Linked DNA regions of Mus musculus: all the other regions are linked to region 3. A link is a contact called in public promoter capture Hi-C data. All regions are on one chromosome and are shown on one strand. The core of a region is the stretch at or near the end of the contact, and the rest is flanking DNA. Distances in the headings are between cores, read along the strand shown. Region 1 holds the start of Mgat3 (mannoside acetylglucosaminyltransferase 3). Region 2 holds the start of Eif3l (eukaryotic translation initiation factor 3, subunit L). Region 3 holds the start of Cby1 (chibby family member 1, beta catenin antagonist). Region 4 holds the start of Micall1 (microtubule associated monooxygenase, calponin and LIM domain containing -like 1).

Region 1 (2,700 bases), core at 40-2,539, 510 kb before region 3:
GTCCCACCATGCTACACACCATCTCTCAACACACCAGAGAGCACATCTCTCGGTCCTTTCTCTTACTATTTCTTCAGCCCTGGGAACTTTTCCGTCTTCCAGTAGGTTCTTCCTCCCTAGAGCAAAGAGCCCCTCTTTCTAACTTTCCCAGAAACCCTGCCTATCTCCTTAGCGTTGGGCAGCACTAATAATCCTGGAGTTGCCAGCTCCCAGAAGGAGAGAGCCTTGTCTTGCTCTCCCTGTCATCCTCACGGTTGGCTCATTGCCTGGACCTTTAATAACTGTGTCCCTCCAGGTCAATCCCCCATGAAGGCATTTCTGCACCCGTGTCCCAGAGATGATGGAGGACCACAGAAAAATCCCAGTAGGGAAAATGTTCCTGCCTACATCCCCCTTCTGAGTTCCGCAGGCGAGGGAACATCATCAGACCTCAGGCCATCGGAGATGACTGGGGCGCAGCAGTCAGAGATGCTGCGCCCCAGCTCAGGCACCCCCGCCACTAGCACAACCAAGCAAGCTCCCCTCCCCACCCCAGCCCGGTTCTAGAACTATTTGTAGATATTTATAGCGCCCTCCCCCAGCCAGGAGCCCTCCTCCGCCCTGGGCAGTGCAGTGCAAAGAGAGGGAGACCCCTCCCCAGTAGAAGGTGGGGGCCTCTCATGCTAAGCTTTTCCCTGCTCCCCACTAAGGCAGCTGTAGTTACAGCTCCAGCCACAGCCCCCACACTCGCCCAGCACCCCAACCGCGCCTGGGCCTCGGCCAGCAGCCGCAGCAGCCCGGGATCGGGGGTGGGGAAGGCAAGAGCTGAGGCCTCGCGCCCCCAGCCCCGAGCTGCGCCGGAGGTGGAAGGGAGCGCAGCGCACAAAGCATGGCTGGAGCTCCGCGCCTCGGGACGCCCCCACCCCACCCCGGTCCAGCCAAGGGAGGGGGTCGCCGCGCCAGGCTCTGCCCCGCGGCCACGGAGAGCTGCGGAGAGCAGGCGGGTGGGGGCAGGGGGCGCCGGTTAAGCAGTCCCCCACATCTCGCCCCTACTCGGCCCCATGCCCCCGCCCCCGGGGCTGCGGGACCACCACGGGGGGAGACGGGAGTGGGGAGGACGCGGAGGCGAGGCCTGGGGTGCGGGGAAGATGCAGGGCTGCGGCGCGGGTCCCCGGCTCCAGGGTCAACTCACCCATCGTCCGCTGGGTCTCAGCAGCGGCGGTAGAAGCAGCGGCGGCGGCGGCTCCGGGGCCCCCGGGGTCCCCGGCGGGGAGATGCTGGCGTCCGCCGCAGCCTCTCCTCGCCCCATCCCGGGCTCCGGCGGCGGCGGCTGCGGCGGGCGCCCGGCATCGCAGGCAGCGCGGCCCGGGCCCGGCCCGATCCCCGCCCCCCACCCCACCTCCACCCCGTCCCGCGGGCCCGGCGCGGCCGCTTGACTGCACCCCGGGGCGGTAGCGGGGGCGCGGCGGCGAGGCCGAGCGCTGCGCTGGAGGTGCCCGCTCCCGCCGGCCCCCGCCCCGCCCCCGCGCGGCCGCGTCCCCTCCCCCGCCAGCCGGGCTTTGCGCGCTCCGGGCCAGGGGCGCCTGGACCGCGAGCTCCCGCCACCGCCCCGCGCCTCTTTCGTGTGTATGTGTGTGTTTCTGTGTGTGTGTGTGTGCGCAGCAATCGGACGCGCGAGTGTGCGCGTGCCCTGCCTGTGACCGTGCGTGCGCCGGCCCACTGCCCGGGCGTCCTGTGCGGGTGTGTGTGCTGTGTGAGGCGGAGCTGGCCAAAGTGCTTGTCGGGCTCTGCGTGTGAGTGGATCTGTGTGTCTGTGTTCTGCAGCGTGTGATAGATTGGCCCTTATGTGCATGGGGTGTGTAGATAGATCCGTACTGTGGCGTGATTGTGGGCATACTGTGGCTGGGGGCACAGGCCTCCTGTGTGGTGGTGTGACAAAGTCCTGACCGGTGTGTACATCACTGTAGCCCTATGCAGAGGCCTGGTACAGGAAAGCGTCTAAAACACTGGGTACTGGGTCGACACAGTGTCCGTGCTAGTTTGTGTCTTGCTCGGATGTGTTGGCCTCTGTACATCCTTCTGCCTCCACCCTCTTCATCAATGCACAAAGCCACCCATGAGGCGCAGAGGGTGACAGAATGTGCTGGATCTGGGATTCAACCCCAGACTTGGAGGTTTCTCCATTCTTCTTCCCCACCCCCCACCCCCAGGATGCTGCTTATAATGGGCATCTCTAGCACTCAGGTCACCTATGATAGATTTATTTATTTTGTTTTTTCAAGACAGGGATTCTCTTGTGTAGCCCTGGCTGTCCTGGAACTCAACTCTGTAGACCAGGCTGGCCTTGAACTCACAGAGATCTGCCTGCCTCTGCCTCCTGAGTGCTGGGATTAAAGGCGTGCACCACCAACACCCGGCTCTAAATGATCTAAATATCCCCAGAGCCCTGCTGGATTGCAGTCAGAAGCACCTGACATGGGTGCTGGGACTTGATCTCAGATTCTCTGGAAGGGTGCTCTTAACCACTGAGCCATTTCTCCAGCCCTGACACTTTTTCTTGATTTGAGGCATTCTGTTGTGACCTAAAAACCAGTACACCACCTCTATAACTTGTCTCCCTCTCAAGGTTATCAATTTGTCTGAATGTATTTACTTATTGTGGCGCTGGGAATGAAACCCAGACCCTCCCATATGCCAGCCAGTTACCATAGGTTATATTCC
Region 2 (2,700 bases), core at 9-2,508, 580 kb after region 3:
ACCAAATGATGCATAGTACGCTATTTTCTTTCACCTTTAAAGACACATTAACATGCTTACTTTGTAAAACTACTCTACTGTAAGGGCCAATAAAATACATGCTGTGAGCATCGCAAGCCACTTGGTACTTACTTAATCTCAAAGTGACTAGAACATTTCGGTAAACTTCAAAAGCCTCCCCAAAGTATTTCACTTAGACTTGGTTTGAATCAAGGAAGATTTTCACACCAAGATTTCCTTCTTTGGGGCTGGAGTGTGTGGTTTAATCTCATCTCCGGCACCCAAACAACAAAGCCACAAAGCTTTTTGACCTTGGCCAGACAGCTCAGGGAGGAGGGCTGTGGGTGTGGTTCAGAGACCGTCCACAAGCATGGGGCTCTGGGTTCCACCCCAGTATAACAAATAAAATCTGCCCCAAGTAAGAAAAACCTAGCCGGGTCAGTGATGGTCCTCTTCTGACGTGGGCAGGTAGACCACAAAAAAGGCCTGGTTTAATTAGACTCTTCACAACCCTACCAATCAGACCTAATGGCCGACTCCACCACTCCATTAGGACGCAGTTTTTAACAGGTCCCTGTTGGGAGTCAACGCTGAGATGGTCAAAGAAAAAAGTGCCAATCCTTGGAAGGCAAGAGACAGCCGGGCAAACTGAGAGCCTCACCTGTGTGCATATCATAGTCGCCCGGGTAGGCGTAGGGATCATAAGCAGCCTGCAAGGAAAGAGACAAAGTTAGGGAGACACGCCAAATGGGGACTCCAAAAATGCTCGTCCTCGGGCCTCCATGTCAAGCAGGAGGCAAAACATACTACTCAGATAAGACTGACAGTCGCTACCTCGGAGGGCTTCACATGTGTGAGAGAAAAGGGACCCCGGGCAAGCACAAAACACGCTTACAGGTGCAACAAGACAAGAAAAACACAGTAATAGCCCCGTCTGAAGCAGACGCCATGAGAGCCAAGAACTCAGCATTAAACACCCTTCAGCCCGCCTCCGACTGACTGCGACTACACGCGGGGACATACGGCCGGCAGAGGAGGGACCCGGGGAGGAGACCCGGGGCCGGGAGGGCCGGAATGATCGAGGTCCGCTTGTTCCGGCCCGATCTGGACGCCGCCTCACCTCGGGGACAGATCCCACCGAACCGGGTGCCCACCGCGGACCCCGCCACGCGCTCACCGCTTCATTACCTCAGACTCGTAGTCATCAGCGGGGTAAGACATGGCTACGGCGCTCCAGAAGCCCGTGGGAGAGAGCGGAAGAAGAACTCCGCGCCTGCTTGGCCGGACCGGAAGTCCCGCCCAGCCCAACCTGCCCGAAAGCCTTTCCGGGGTCGCCGGGGAAGCGAAGTAGCTCTGATTGGAAGGACGGAGTTCCTAAACTATCAGAGTTCCTTCCTCCCTGCAAAACGGGCTTTTCAAAGGACATTATTGTGGAGTATGGTGTGCACGCAGAAGTAGGGGCGGGCAAGCGATAAAGGGGAAGAATGCCTAGACCCTGTTGACTCACATCTGCCATCTCAAGGATGGCGGAGGCAGGAGACTGCAACAAATTCGAGGATAACCAAAGTTAGTTATTTCCAGGCCAATCTGATTATAAAGCGGGGTCTCCAAAACAACAACAACAAAAATAAAGAGAAATCAGAAGAAAACGGTACAGAGACGATGACAAGTGACCTGCTAAGATGTAGCGTTCCTGACCTTAGATTTAGGTGTAAACGGTTTTGCCTGCAGCGAGAAATTTCTCCCCCACACCACCACCACCAAAAAAAAAAAAAAAAAAAAAAAAAAAATCAACCTGAGAACACTCAGGATGACCAAACTGGTGAAGGCCCTTGACACCAAGCCTAACGACCTGAGTTCGATGTGGGAGACCCACATGGTGGAAGGCGAGAACCAATCCCTGAACAGCTGATTTGCCTTACCTTTTGGGCACCTGCATCCTTGTCTCCGGGTCACAACAATCTCTGCTTATTACAGCCAGGTACACAACTCTGGGCTTCGGCACTCATGCTTACCTCTGACCAGACTTTAGTACAAATGACCCCGGTATCACTGCCTGGCTCTCTGTTGAAGACAGGAGTTTGCTGGACGAGTGTTGCTAATCAACGCCCTCTACTCAAAGCGTCCTATTTAGAACTGCCATTCTCCCCCCTGGCTCCTTAAGCCCTAGACTCCTTAAAGTCGTTCCTTTTGTTTGCCTGTCTGGTTGCTTTGGTTTATTTAAGCAAGAAAGAATTAGGGTTTAATAAAGACCTTACTTTTAAGATTATTTATTCCTCTGTATGAGTGAATTATGCACACAGGGCATCAATCCTCTGGAGTTACAGCTGATTTTTCAAAAATCAGCCAGCTGTACCCCTGGCTGTCCTGGAACTCAGTCTGTAGACCAGACTGCCCTTGAACTCAAGAGATCCACCTGCCTCTGCCCCCTGCTTACTGGGATTAAAGGCTTGCATAGCTACCTCCCTGCTCATTTGGTTTTAGACAGGATCTTTCTATTATGTAATTCTGGGTGTCCTAGGGTCTATTATGTAGACCAGGATGACCTCAAACTCAGAGATCCACCTGCCTCTGCCTCCTGAGTGTTGGGATCAGAGGTGTGTACTACCACACCCATACCCCTCACCCCACACCCACACCCCAAGATGTTTTGCCATAGGTTAAGCACTAGCATTAGGGGATAGATGTACTCAGAACAAT
Region 3 (2,700 bases), core at 191-2,690:
CCAATTATGTGTTTATGTGCTGAATGCATGCATATGTGCAGGTAGGTGTGTGTGTGTGTATCCACTTTATTAATATTTGTGTGCAGATTCGGAGTCTGGAGGGGGGACGTCAGGTGTCCTGTTGCATTCCCTTTAGATGGGGTCTCTCACTGAACCTGGAGCTAGACTGGCGGCCAGCGAGCACAAGCAATCCTGTCTCCGCCACCAACAGTGTTAGCATTGCAGGGGTCCGAGCTTGTAGCAGGCTTTTTTTTTTTTTTTTTTTTTGGTTTTTCGAGATAGGGTTTCTCTGTGTAGCCCTGGCTGTCCTGGAACTTCACTTTGTAGACCAGGCTGGCCTCGAACTCAGAAATCCGCCTGCCTCTGCCTCCCGAGTGCTGGGATTAAAGGCGTGTGCCACCACGCGCCGGCTTGTGGTAGGCTTTTAACTGAGATGTTGGGGACTTGAATCCATGGTCTCACACTTGAGCAGCAAGTACCCACATTCACTGAGCCTTTTCTCTAGTCCCCTTCACAGATTTTTTTTTTTAAACACACACACATACACACACCGTTCAAGGTATCCTAGGGTTCTTTAGGGAAGCTCTCTCATAGAAGACTATGGGCCAAGAAAATTAAAGGTTTGCACTTGGTTCCCAACCAACCCTGTTGCTCACCCTCTGGGGAGTCCAACGTTTTATCATCCCCCAAGGGCCTCAAAGGCTTTGTTTGCTGTTGTTTTTAATGTGTCTGAGTGTTTTGCCTGGGATACCATGGTCGTGCCTTGTGTCTGCAGATTCTACAACTAGAGTTACTGGCGTTTGTGAGCTGGGAATCGAATCCCAGTTCTCTGCAACAGCAACCAGTTCTCTGAGACTCTGATCCATTTCTCCGGCCAGTGACGTCCCTTATTTATAATCACGAATGATAACAGCCTGCAGCTCGTAGGTTAAGAGTGCTTTCATGTTTACAAACTGTTGGGACATTTGATGCTCACCATGACCCTGAGAAGTAGATCAAATTGTCCCCCTTTACAGGGAAATGCACTTACTGTGCGAAGCTTTAGTTTGCATCAGGCTATAAAATACATTCTCTTCATTCTGACAAAAAATAAAGGAAGGAAGCATCTTTGGTTTTCACTGGATTCTCAAAGGGAAAGGTGTCTCGAAAAAGTTAAGAGCCAGCCAGTCTCACGGGTCACAAAACCCAAAGAGTTCTGTACGGGTTAGGAGAAGACCTTCAAAGGATGGGGTCAAAACACCATCTCCGAGTCTCCGTCGCAAGAGGTGCCCGCGGAGCATGCCACGGTCCAGCCTGCCCGCTTCTCCAGGGGTACCCGGGCATCCCACCCACCACTACTGGCACGGATATCCGCCCGCCGCTCCCAGAGGTACCTGTCTGCGAAGCCGGAATCCCGAGCTAGCCTGCAGCTTTCTGCAAGGATCTGCCCAGGCCGCGTCAACCGCCGCGACCGCGATTGGCCGGCGCCGGGCAACCATCGTGCGCATGCGCAGCCTCTCTGGCTTCTACCACTGAGAATGCAGAGGGAGCCAGCTCCGAGACGAGCCTCCGCGAAGCAGCGGAGCCCCTGCGGACTCTCTAAGGTTCACGAATAGAAGAAAGCCTTGGGCACGACTTCTGGAGATACACACATGCCTTGGGCACGACTTCTGGAGATACACACATGCCTTGTGGCATAGGCTGGGAGAGGCATGACCCCCTAAATACGTTGGTCTGGTCCCCGGGTCAGCGCCGCCGTCGTCATAGTAATCGTTTTCCTTGGCAACAAAGCAGGCCGAAAGCTGCTTTGTTGTGTTAAAAATGTTAAGTGGTGACCCAGGCTGGACTCACAGTAGCAAAATGGACCGACCTGCAGCTCCCCCGCCCCGGCCACAAAGCAAACCGCGCCCCTTGGGCCGCGGATGCTGGCGGACATCCGGAGCTTGGTCCGGTCACTGGAGGGGCTGGTGGCGGAACCCGCCCTGACGCTTCTGCCGAAGCTTTCAGGTAAGACAGACGGACAGATATGACGACTCCCTGCCAGTAGCAAACTGGCTCCTGCCAGTCTTGCCTCCTCCACACTCCCACAAGCAAGGGAAACTGAGGTCCAGGGAAGGTTGCCCAGTGTACAAGGGGTAGAGAACTGGAGAGTCAGCTCCAGGATTCCTCAAGTCCTAAGGACATTGTAGCTCGGTTTGGTAAATGAAGAAATGGCCATCCAGGAGGCGTTTCTTGGCTGCCTAGTGGGTGTACGAGGTCATCCCACCATAAAGGACAGGACCCAGCTCCAAGCAGTCTTCCTCCACCTTTGCCACACAGCGTTCGAAGAGAGAATTCCACATCAAAATCAACCATATCTAGTGTAGCAACCGCTACAGAAACATAAAGCAGAACACATTTGAAAGTTGCGATCATTCTAGAAGTTTTTTTGTTTGTTTGTTTGTTTGTATGTTTGTTTGTTTGCTTGTTTGTTTTTTTCGAGACAGGGTTTCTCTGTGTAGCCCTGGCTGTCCTGGAACTCAGTCTGTTGACCAGGCTGGCCTCAAACTCAGAAATCCGCCTGCCTCCCAAGTGCTGGGATTAAAGGCGTCCGCCACCACCGCCAGGCTCTAGAAGCTTTTTGATATTAAACCTTGTGCGCCCTCTACCGGTGCTATCCCCGAAGCACCTTTCGTATTTTGAGATAAAGTCTCCCTGGGTACTCCTTATCTCATCCTCCTG
Region 4 (2,763 bases), core at 159-2,658, 550 kb after region 3:
CATTCCAGCCGGAAGCTTCAGATTGGCAGTTGTCAGCTGCACTAGAGACCTCCCCTGCCTGGCTCCTAATTTCTGCTCCATCTTTGTTCCCCACTGTAACCAGCAGAGCCGCGGGACCATACACCTAGACAGATTCCTATCGAGGTGGTTTGGGGAAGTAGTGTACCCGCAGTCACCTGACAGCCATTTAGCTAGGAACCCTGTGCCAGAAACGGGGTTAGTGCCCTACAGAGTATCTGCCCAAAGTGCCTTACAAAAGCTTTCTCCTCCATCCCTCTAGGTTCTTTGCGCCTTAAATGTAAATGGCAAACTAGCTGAAGAGAGAATTAAAACTAATGACCTACATTCCCACGGAAGTCCCACAAAATATGGGACTTGCTGTGCCGGATGATAGCCGCTTATCTATAGAAAGGAATGGGGTTTGTCTTCTAGGGGAGGGAAGGATGGGGAAGTGAGTAAAGCCGAAGCCCGGCAGCTTCTCCCAGGTAGGAAGTGATCTGGGGCCGCATTCTTTCTGAAGACCCTTTCCGGTAGGTGCCCTTACAAAGATGTAAATTTCTATTAGAAAGAAGTCAGCCTCCCAGAGCACCCGGGGACCAGCTCGAACTTAAAGGAAGCCTAACTGGGGGAGTGGCATATTCTCATCTCCTACAGTCAAGTTTGGGGTTACTATGCTCTGACGCCAATGGAGGAAGCGAGGCTCAGTATTTCTGCTGGAGCCTAGAGTAACGACGTCCCGAAGGACGGGTCAGAGTTCCCTCTTAGAGGTCAGAGCCTGACACCAGTGGCCCGAGGTGGGGGAGGGGGTGCACGGTCTTGGGGTCTCGGGTGGCCCTGCTCCGCGTTCAGAAGCGGCGGGTGTGAGGTCCCGGACCTCTCAGGGCGGCGCGTGCCACCGCGTCATTGAGGGGAGCGGCGGTCCCCAGCCCCGCGTGCTCGCTCGCGCACCCCGGGCACTCACAGCAGGTCGGGCCGGTGCCGGTGCAGGATGGCGCAGAAAGCCAGGCCGTCCCGGAAGGAGCTGCTCAGGTCGCGGATGTCCACGCCGCGGTAGCCCTCGCACTGGCGGCGACACCAGGCCAGGAGAGCGCCCCGCGGCCCCGCCATGGCAGGCCCGGCTCGGAGACGGCCCGGACTGGGGCTCGGACTTGGGCTCCGGTTCGTGTGGCTCCGACTCGGGGTCAGGTGGCACTGGGCTGCCGCTTGCGCTCCGGCAGGGCCAGTTTCCGGCTGTGTCTGCGGCGCGGCTCGGAGGTCGGGGCGCCACCGGCGGCCGGGGCGGGGCCTCGGTGTCTTCGCTCCGCTCTGGCGCGGCTAGGGCTGCGGACTCGGCTCCCGACCCCGCCCGGCCAGCCTGCCCCGACCTGCCCGCGAAGCCTCCGCCCCGCGTGGCCCGGCCCGGGCGGCCGCCGCTTACTCACCGCGGCCCGCTGTCCTCATTGTGGGCCGGCCGCGGGCGCCCACCGCCTCCGTCCCCGCCCCTGCCCGCCCGCGTCGCGGGGGAGCGCGAGGAGGATGGGGCCCCACCCTGCGGCCCCGCCCCCGCCGTCGAGCCCCTTCCCCGGAAGGGCGGACGCCCCACATAGCCCCTCTCCTCCAGATCGAGTCAACCCTTCCCTTGGGGAGCCCCTCCTGGAAGAAGGGACAACTCCTCGCTGGCTAGCCCCTCCCCAACGCCACCCCGCAGTCTCCCCAGGCCCTCCTACCCCAAGAGGTGGGACACTCTGGCTTTGCTGCTAGCCTGCCTCAAGCTCACCCTTAGGAACCTTCAGATTCTCCTCACTGACTTCTCTGAACCACACCCACGACTGGTCTGAAAGTCGAGGCACTTTCCCCACAGATCCCAGACCTCCAGATGGCCACCAGCTTTCTTCCATACCCCACCGCGCTACAACACTTCGAACGCCCGCCCCTCCCCCCACGGCCTGCCTAGGGGATCCAAACACCTTTACTACCACCAGGCCAGAGAGCTATGTAGTATGACAGGCTGGGGACCCCACAACCAAGTTGGTCCTTTCTGGTTCCCTCTCTCCGTGTAAACTAGGGGATCATAGATCCTTCCGGGGCTCTGTCTCTTCAACTTTTAGAATGGCTGGGCTCTTGCTGAAAGGACCTAGAAACCGACACAGAGGAAAACCTCTGCTTCCAACGCCTGGTTTGATAGTTTCTTCAAGACCCCACCAGGAGACCCCTCCCCCAGAGGCGCCTCCTAAATAAACCCAGGCTGATGAATCAGCCCCGCAGAGATGGTGACATCACTCTGACCTATGTGTAGCTTGTAGGAATGAGTCTGCTGCTCCCTTCTGAGGGAATGAACAGGGTTTTAGTCATCTGAAACAGGATTTTGGAGTTCTGTTAACCCAGGCTCAAATCCTGGTTCCCTCCCTCCCCAGCAACGTGATCTTGTGTCACCTTGAATTATAGTTTCATATCTTGAAAATGAAGATAGAGCCTTGTAGTTTATGCCCGAGAGGTGCTTGCCAGCCTGGGCTACAAGAGACTTGTTTCAAAACTTAAAAACTGGGCAGAAGCTGGGCATTGGTGGTGCATGCCTGTAAGCCCAGCACTCGGAGGCAGAGGCAGGTGGATTTCTGAGTTCGAGGCCAACCTGGTCTACAGAGTGAGTTCCAGGACAGCCAGGGCTACACAGAGAAACCCTGTCTTGAAACCGCCCCCCCCCCAAAAAAAAAAACTGGGCAGAATGGCTCAAGTGTTCATACATGGCTTGAAGGAATCCTGAGGTTACAATATAAAACTGTCTCA

Evidence for each region. Promoter capture Hi-C pulls out the DNA fragments that hold promoters and counts their contacts.
Region 1: a promoter capture Hi-C map of second pharyngeal arch cranial neural crest shows a contact between it and region 3. The contact joins the promoter of Mgat3 here to the promoter of Cby1 in region 3. A contact is called at or near these places in 2 of 39 promoter capture datasets (cranial neural crest and second pharyngeal arch cranial neural crest) and 1 of 115 datasets of contacts at active chromatin or transcription factors (pancreatic cancer cells).
Region 2: a contact with region 3 is called in a promoter capture Hi-C map of liver, with 4 times the contacts expected there. The contact joins the promoter of Eif3l here to the promoter of Cby1 in region 3. A contact is called at or near these places in 17 of 39 promoter capture datasets (the 3T3-L1 cell line, 3T3-L1-derived adipocytes, the C10 cell line and 11 more), 1 of 115 datasets of contacts at active chromatin or transcription factors (bone marrow-derived macrophages) and 1 of 9 other capture datasets (macrophages).
Region 4: a promoter capture Hi-C map of liver shows a contact between it and region 3, with 4 times the contacts expected there. The contact joins the promoter of Micall1 here to the promoter of Cby1 in region 3. A contact is called at or near these places in 14 of 39 promoter capture datasets (the 3T3-L1 cell line, 3T3-L1-derived adipocytes, the C10 cell line and 8 more), 1 of 484 Hi-C or Micro-C datasets (the G1E-ER4 cell line), 4 of 115 datasets of contacts at active chromatin or transcription factors (embryonic forebrain, embryonic hindbrain, embryonic stem cells and 1 more) and 2 of 9 other capture datasets (adipose tissue and liver).

What each region holds. Positions count from the first base shown.
Region 1 is chr15:80,172,310-80,175,009 of GRCm38.p6, reverse strand. Mgat3 (mannoside acetylglucosaminyltransferase 3) reads right to left here and starts at 1,289. Exons shown (of 2, transcript NM_010795.4): 1 at 1,172-1,289.
Region 2 is chr15:79,073,781-79,076,480 of GRCm38.p6, reverse strand. It overlaps Eif3l (eukaryotic translation initiation factor 3, subunit L), which reads right to left and starts at 1,258. Exons shown (of 13, transcript NM_145139.2): 1 at 1,189-1,258; 2 at 662-710. The coding sequence starts at 1,221.
Region 3 is chr15:79,657,967-79,660,666 of GRCm38.p6, reverse strand. It overlaps Cby1 (chibby family member 1, beta catenin antagonist), which reads right to left and starts at 1,440. Exons shown (of 5, transcript NM_028634.3): 1 at 1,374-1,440. Fam227a (family with sequence similarity 227, member A) reads left to right here and starts at 1,711. Exons shown (of 18, transcript NM_029407.1): 1 at 1,711-1,986.
Region 4 is chr15:79,107,628-79,110,390 of GRCm38.p6, reverse strand. Micall1 (microtubule associated monooxygenase, calponin and LIM domain containing -like 1) reads right to left here and starts at 1,408. Exons shown (of 16, transcript NM_177461.1): 1 at 962-1,408. The coding sequence starts at 1,107.